2 separate regions of the Hordeum vulgare genome follow, and region 2 is linked to region 1. A link is a contact called in public Hi-C data. All regions are on one chromosome and are shown on one strand. Each heading gives the region's core, a stretch centred on a gene start, on an enhancer-like site or on the middle of the called end of the contact. The rest is flanking DNA. Distances are from core to core; before and after follow the strand shown.

Evidence for each region. Hi-C and Micro-C count contacts between places; a contact is called where the count stands out from the background.
Region 2: a Hi-C map of seedling shows a contact between it and region 1, with 2.8 times the contacts expected there. The contact joins the promoter of LOC123398800 here to the promoter of LOC123395482 in region 1. A contact is called at or near these places in 1 of 6 Hi-C or Micro-C datasets (seedling) and 1 of 1 datasets of contacts at active chromatin or transcription factors (embryo).

Annotation. Positions count from the first base shown.
Region 1 is chr5H:405,211,489-405,214,849 of MorexV3_pseudomolecules_assembly, forward strand. LOC123395482 (molybdopterin synthase catalytic subunit-like) reads left to right here and starts at 1,620. Exons shown (of 1, transcript XM_045090486.1): 1 at 1,620-2,513. The coding sequence starts at 1,666. The coding sequence ends at 2,388.
Region 2 is chr5H:405,360,667-405,364,027 of MorexV3_pseudomolecules_assembly, forward strand. It overlaps LOC123398800 (L-ascorbate oxidase-like), which reads right to left and starts at 1,543. Exons shown (of 2, transcript XM_045093255.1): 1 at 436-1,543. The coding sequence starts at 1,233.

The DNA of each region.
Region 1 (3,361 bases), core at 370-2,869:
ACGAGAAGGTGTTTGGAGTCCTCCAAAAACTAAGAACAAGAGAAAGGTGCTAAGTTGGAGCGCGAGCATCGTTTGCAATTATGGTATTAAGTTTTCCTCAGCTTTGAATGTTAAAACATCTGCGATGTGTTCTATATTTCTATCCGTGCAACAAGTTCTATTGAAGTAGAGCAATGAAATACTCCGTGTGTACTGGAGTAGCTGGTTCAATTCTTCGAGGCAGACATTTGTAGCAGGTTTGGACTGAGTCAACCCATTGATTGCTCACCGCAGGCAGAGCCATTCGATCTCAATCGCACGGGACGGGAGTGCACATGATCGCAAGTAATCAGGACGAACTTTGCTATATCTGACATGCTCGCTTGTAGGACTACTTTCTTTTTCTTCCGCTGTGTTCATTGAGCGACAAATCTGACTTACACTGCTACATAGTTAGGCCTGTTTGAAACTATTCCGTTTCTTAAAATTCAGTTCCGCTCTAAAAACACAAGTCAAACAAGATATCTTCATTACTTGTCGCTTCGTATAAAAACTAAAATCTAAGACACAACTTCATATCTTTTGTGAAGTTTTTTAAAAGATGTTTTGAAAAAAATATAAAAACTGAAGCTGGCAGAAAATTACCCACTGCTATCATCAGTAAATGGATACTTCTTCAATTTTTTTCTTACTCATTCAGTCAGATATATTTTTTAATCAAAATTTTCATTTTTAAAATTATAGCTGGATGAAAGCCAAACAATTTTTTTAAGAGAGTTACAATTTCCGTGTGAAACCGTTTGAAAATGAATTTAAAATGAATTTAATGGAGCGCGAGCATCGTTTGCAATTATGGTACTAAGTTTTCCTCAGCTTTGAATGTTAAAACATCTGCGATGTGTTCTATATTTCTATCCGTGCAACAAGTTCTATTAAAGTAGAGCAATGAAATACTCCCTGTGTACTGGAGTAGCTGGTTCAATTCTTCGAGGCAGACATTTGTAGCAGGTTTGGACTGAGTCAACCCATTGATTGCTCACCGCAGGCAGAGCCATTCGATCTCAATCGCACGGGACGGGAGTGCACATGATCGCAAGTAATCAGGACGAACTTTGCTATATCTGACATGCTCGCTCGTAGGACTACTTTCTTTTTCTTCCGCTGTGTTCATTGAGCGACAAATCTGACTTACACTGCTACATAGTTAGGCCTGTTTGAAACTATTCCGTTTCTTAAAATTTAGTTCAGCTCTAAAAACACAAGTCAAACAAGATATCTTCATTACTTGTCGCTTCGTATAAAAACTAAAATCTAAGACACAACTTCATATCTTTTATGAAGTTTTTTAAAAGATGTTTTGAAAAAAATATAAAAACTGAAGCTGGCAGAAAATTACCCACTGCTATCATCAGTAAATGGATACTTCTTCAATTTTTTTCTTACTCATTCAGTCAGATATATTTTTTAATCAAAATTTTCATTTTTAAAATTATAGCTGGATGAAAGCCAAACAATTTTTTTAAGAGAGTTACAATTTCCGTGTGAAACCGTTTTAAAATGAATTTAATGAAACGGAACTGTATTTTATATGAATTAGAGAAGTCCCAAATAGGCAGTATCTGGAAATACTGTGCCGCTTGAGGCCGAAATCGAATTAAAAAAAAAGTCTCCGATGCTGGGAGCAGGATGATAAAATATAAAATAAGAAAGCCGCAGGGCACTTCCGTGGTTCCTCTCCTCTCCTCTCCTCTCCTCCACCAAACCTTATCTCGCTGCGCCACCGACGACTTCGAGCGCCCGAGCTCCGTGATCCAAGCACCAGCAGCGCGGGCGCACAAGCTCCCCTCGATGGCCGGCGACGAGGCCCCGACGACGGAGGCGGCGTGCCAGGACCTGGTGGAGATCCTGGACGAGGGATCGGGCCGGCTGGACATGGGCCGGTACGTGGACCACGTCCGCGACCTGTCGGCGGGCGCCATCGCCACCTTCGAGGGCACCACGCGGGACCACTTCGACGGGAGGCGCGTGGTGGAGCTGCGGTACGAGGCGTACGGGTCCATGGCGCGGCGCCGGCTCGAGGCCATCCTCCGCGAGGCCCGCGCGGCCCACGCGCTGTGCCGGCTGGCCGTGGCGCACCGCCTCGGGACGGTCCCCGCCGGCGAGGCCAGCGTGTTCGTGGCGGCCTCGGCGGTGCACCGCGCGGACGCCATGGACGCGTGCCGCTACGTGATCGACGAGATCAAGGCCTCCGTGCCCATCTGGAAGAAGGAGGTGTACGACGACGGCGAGGTGTGGAAGGAGAACCGCGAGTTTCTCGACCGCACCGACGCCGACAAGAAGGGCAGGCCGGCCGGCCACGGCGGCTCCGGCGGCGGCTGCTGCGGCAGCAAGGTGAGGGTCAGCTCATGAGTAGCAGCCGCCGGATCGCGATCGCGCGAACATGGAGTTCTTTTCTATTCCCTTCTCCCTTGTAATTTTGAAAAATTTGCGAGCAAGAGAAACGTGCAGTTCGAATACATACGCACATTGTGTTACGCTGCTCGGTGCAAATCCTGTTAGGAAAATAATGTGCGAAGTTCGAATACGTATCACGTTTCAGCAAATCATGTGGTGTGGCAGCAGTATGAAATTTAAGAGCGTTCACCGTTCAGATCAACATAAAAGGCTGATGCTTCGTCGCTGTGGCTGGGAATTTGGCGCCCGTCAGTCCCTCTCAGATTGTGATCAAAAGAGATCTTGACAGACACATTGGCCGGTTGATAGCAATCTTCATAGACTGCTATCATCGGACACCAAGAATGTCACTGTTTAATCATTCGGATCGCCTAAGCAATCAGAACCGCCGACCAGCCTACTGTGCGCCCCGTAGATAGAGCGAGATTAACGTAGGATTATAACAGATCAGGGGGATGTTGCCTCGTCTGAAGAAAAGACAGAAATCAGTGGCACTGGGAATGTCTACACAGTTATACTGCCTTAAGATCAAAATAAAAAACAGAGGATATGCTGCTAAAAAGACCGAAACGTTCACATTGTTTTTACACTCGAACATGGGCTTTACGAGCTACCAGTAATACTTGTTGCATCGTCCACCCAATATTTCACAAGAAAATCAAGAGGATCGTCAAAGTGACAAAAAAGGCTGATGTCTCGTCACACTAGCTAAGAATGCGCTGCCCGTCACCGTCTTCTCTCGAATTGTGTTCAAAGTAGACATCGACATACTTCGTGGCCAATTGACAGCAATCTTCGTGTCATCGTTTCGGATCGAGTGTGATTTAAGACCATGGCGCATTGCTGGAGCTTCTGCCCTTGAAGCTACGTTTTTCACATGAGTTCCGCCATCCGTCTAAAATGTCATTTCCTCGTTTGGCATGACCAT
Region 2 (3,361 bases), core at 293-2,792, 150 kb after region 1:
GGAGGCTCGCCCGAAACACGGCTTCGTGTTGCAGCCGCCCGGCCTTGATTGCCGGCTAAGCAAGATACTACACTAATAAATTACTAATGGAAGCTGCAGTGGCAGGCTGTCATGACAAGAACGTGGCGGAGGGCATCAGAACAGAATCAGCCCCCCCCCTCGGGCACAATGTGAATATCTGACCATGGTCTGCCCGACGATCTCTCCTGTCGCCTGCATGCGCACATGCACCCACATGTTCTAGTCGCCTCTGCCAGCCATCTTCGTACTCCTATTCTTATTTTCACCCACACGTACTACTACTACGTCGTCTACCGAGCTAGCTCCATGTGCACCTCCCAGACGAAGTATAGTCAGAACCAAGACCAACTTACGTACGTACGTAGGTACTGAACTGAAGAAAGAAACTTTGAACGCCGTTGAGCTATCAATTACCTCGATCTCGAAGTTGAGGGCGGAGAGGGAGGTGACGCTGGCGATCCGGAAGCGGTACGTCTTGCCGGGCACCACGGCGAACACCTGCGTGGCGCACTCCGGGTGCGTCGCGTTGCAGGCGGCAGCGGCGTCCGACGCCATGGCCGAGCAGTTGTACCTGCCGCGGCCGTTGATGAGCAGCGACTTTGGCTCGCCGACCCACTCGATGGGGACGGCGGCGAGCCCGGCGGCCTGCTCGTAGGTGCTCTTGTGCCACCAGTCGTTGAGGAGCACGTCGTGCTCGCCGCCGTCGTACGCGAACGGCTCGGCGTCGGGCCCGCCCGGCGCGGCCGCGACGACGATCATGCCGTTGAGCCCGGCGGAGCGCTGCATGCCGTAGTGCGCGTGGTACATGTATGTCCCCGGCCGGTCCACCACGAACCTGTACTCGAAGGTGTCGCCCGGGAGGATGGGGCACTGGGTGACGCCCTCCGTGCCGTCCGCCCACGGCGTGCCCAGCTGCCGGATGCCGTGCCAGTGGATGGCCACGTTCTCCGTCATCAGGAGGTTCTTGACGGTCACCACCACGGTGTCGCCCTGGACGGCGCGGATGGTGGGGCCCGGGGTGCCCCCGTTGATGGTCACGGCCAGCTTGCGCACGCAGTCCGAGTGCGTGAACTGGTAGCTGATGTCCCAGTGTTCGTGCACCGTCTTGGCCTGCGCGACGGCGGCGAGCGCCGAGGCTACGAGGAAGAGGCAGCAGAGGAGAAGGTGTTTTGCTATCAGCGACGACTCCATTGCTCCACCACCACCGCTCATGGAATACGGCTAGCTAGCTGAGGAGAGGATGGCGTGGCCTTGGCTAGGTAAGCTTCGGCTGACCGTTGCAATGCGTCGGAATGGGCAAGGGCACGCTGGTCTTACACGCGCTCGCTATGGTTTCTTTGCTGTGTGCTCCGGTGTACGTATTTATAGGGATGGGGGCATTGCAACCATCCATGCCTCTTTGAAAAAAAAAAACACATCCATGCCTCTAACTGCTGAGTGACTATACGAGCTAACCAATTTGTGGTTGGATGGTTAAAGCATCTACAGCCGGACATTGTAAATATGATCCCTTGAACGTTTACGGACATGCCCGATCAATAGCCTAGCATGTTCCTTATTTATGCGTTCGCACAGTTATATTCCTCATATTATTTCTCATATATCTGATCACTTGTACGTGATTGATGGAAAGAAAAAGAAAGAAAGAAGAGAATGAATAAAGAAAAGAAATAAAAGTGGTCCAGGCTGGAGTCGCGTCCTACGTGGCGGCGAGCCGCGTCCGCGAGCTCTTATATCCTCCCCATATTTAAGATGGATACGAGGGTTTACGGACAGACCGAACATATAGAAACGATACGAGGGGTCTAGTTGAATCATTTTTTTTCTTCTTTTCTTGTTTGGTCATTGATCAGGCGTGTCCGCACGCGTATGAGCGGTCATTTGAAGGGTGCGGCTGTAGATGCTCTTAGAGGAACAGTGGTATCTTAGTGCACTAGGATTGAAGTTATGATGCTTGCATTATTTATGGATTCATTTCATAATTTTTGACGATATATTTTTAATGGGAAGAGACGTTAGCACGAGGCGTATACGATGATTTTGTAAATCTCAAGATAATATATCAAACTCAATTTTTTAAAGTTACTCATAAAAATAGAATATAGTATGCGCGTTTATAAGAATGAGTGTATGCATATTTATATAAACGTTTGAGTGTGTAGGGCGTTAAAAAAAGACTCGCTATACGCTTTGGTGCTACTAGTCCATCGGTAGCAAGTAAAAAAAGTTGGTGGAAGTAACTTAAGTAAAATAAAATAGGTAGTAGGTGAAAAGTACCCCGTCACTGTAAATGAGCTAGCGTGGCACCGTCGGCCGGTCCATATCCGTTGTACATATATATTCTTCGAGATGCTGTAGACTGCATGCGTATGGTCATCTGAATCAGATGTGATCAGATCAGATTTCCAACGGTTGCCGAGCTCGCGTTCATTCGTTGGTTAGACAAGTTCCCTTCAGGCAGGGTGTTCCCTTTGCTCTCTTTAGTCTTTACAGGTATGCATATATTGTCCTTCCGCGTTTGGAATATTCACCTTACAGCTGTAGCTAGCTCTATGTACTCCCATCTTGAGTAGGCAAACAGGTTCGATCTTGTTTTCACATTTTTTTTCTCTTAAAGGAAGACATAAGATTTGCCTCATTTATTAAATATGGAAAAAAAAATAAAGTTAAGAGTTTTATAGCACAATCACAAGTTCGACATGATAATTACTCATCTGAGAAAATAGTCCCTAATTTCTTTGCTCCCGCGGTTATCCATAGCTTGGCCTCCTCAATAATGAAGGAAATCAAGGTAGCCGGCGACGAACTCTTGTGACGGAATATCCGTGCATTTCTTTGTTTCTAAATAATCCACGAGACAAACATGATGAGAAATGTCATAACTTTCCGGTTAGAGTTGAAATTGTCGGTTCTCCTATCCCGCTACTCAAAGACTGACTTGGTTAAACTATAAGCTTGACGCTCTTGAGATTGCCTCGACCCGGCTTATTGGTATGCATGTTACCGTTGCAGGCTTGCAGCACCCTAATTATCCGATCCTTCGCTTCTTTGTCAGTGTCAGCGCATCTTCCGTATTATCTTCTTGAAGTTTTTTCTGATGAAACTAAAACGGTTCGTTTTCCGAGCAAGGTTTGCACCATGGACAAGAGCGATTTTTCTTTTCACATTTCTCTTTCTGTATAACAAAATAGATGAACCACGAAATGTCGGATACTGTGAAATTTCATTCCGCACTTCCTCGCTTATCGCTTAGGCTGGTCATAGTTGGGAGTATCATATAGTAGTATCATGCATATGATACTATTGTATGTACTATCTTCATAATGTATAGTATTATAAA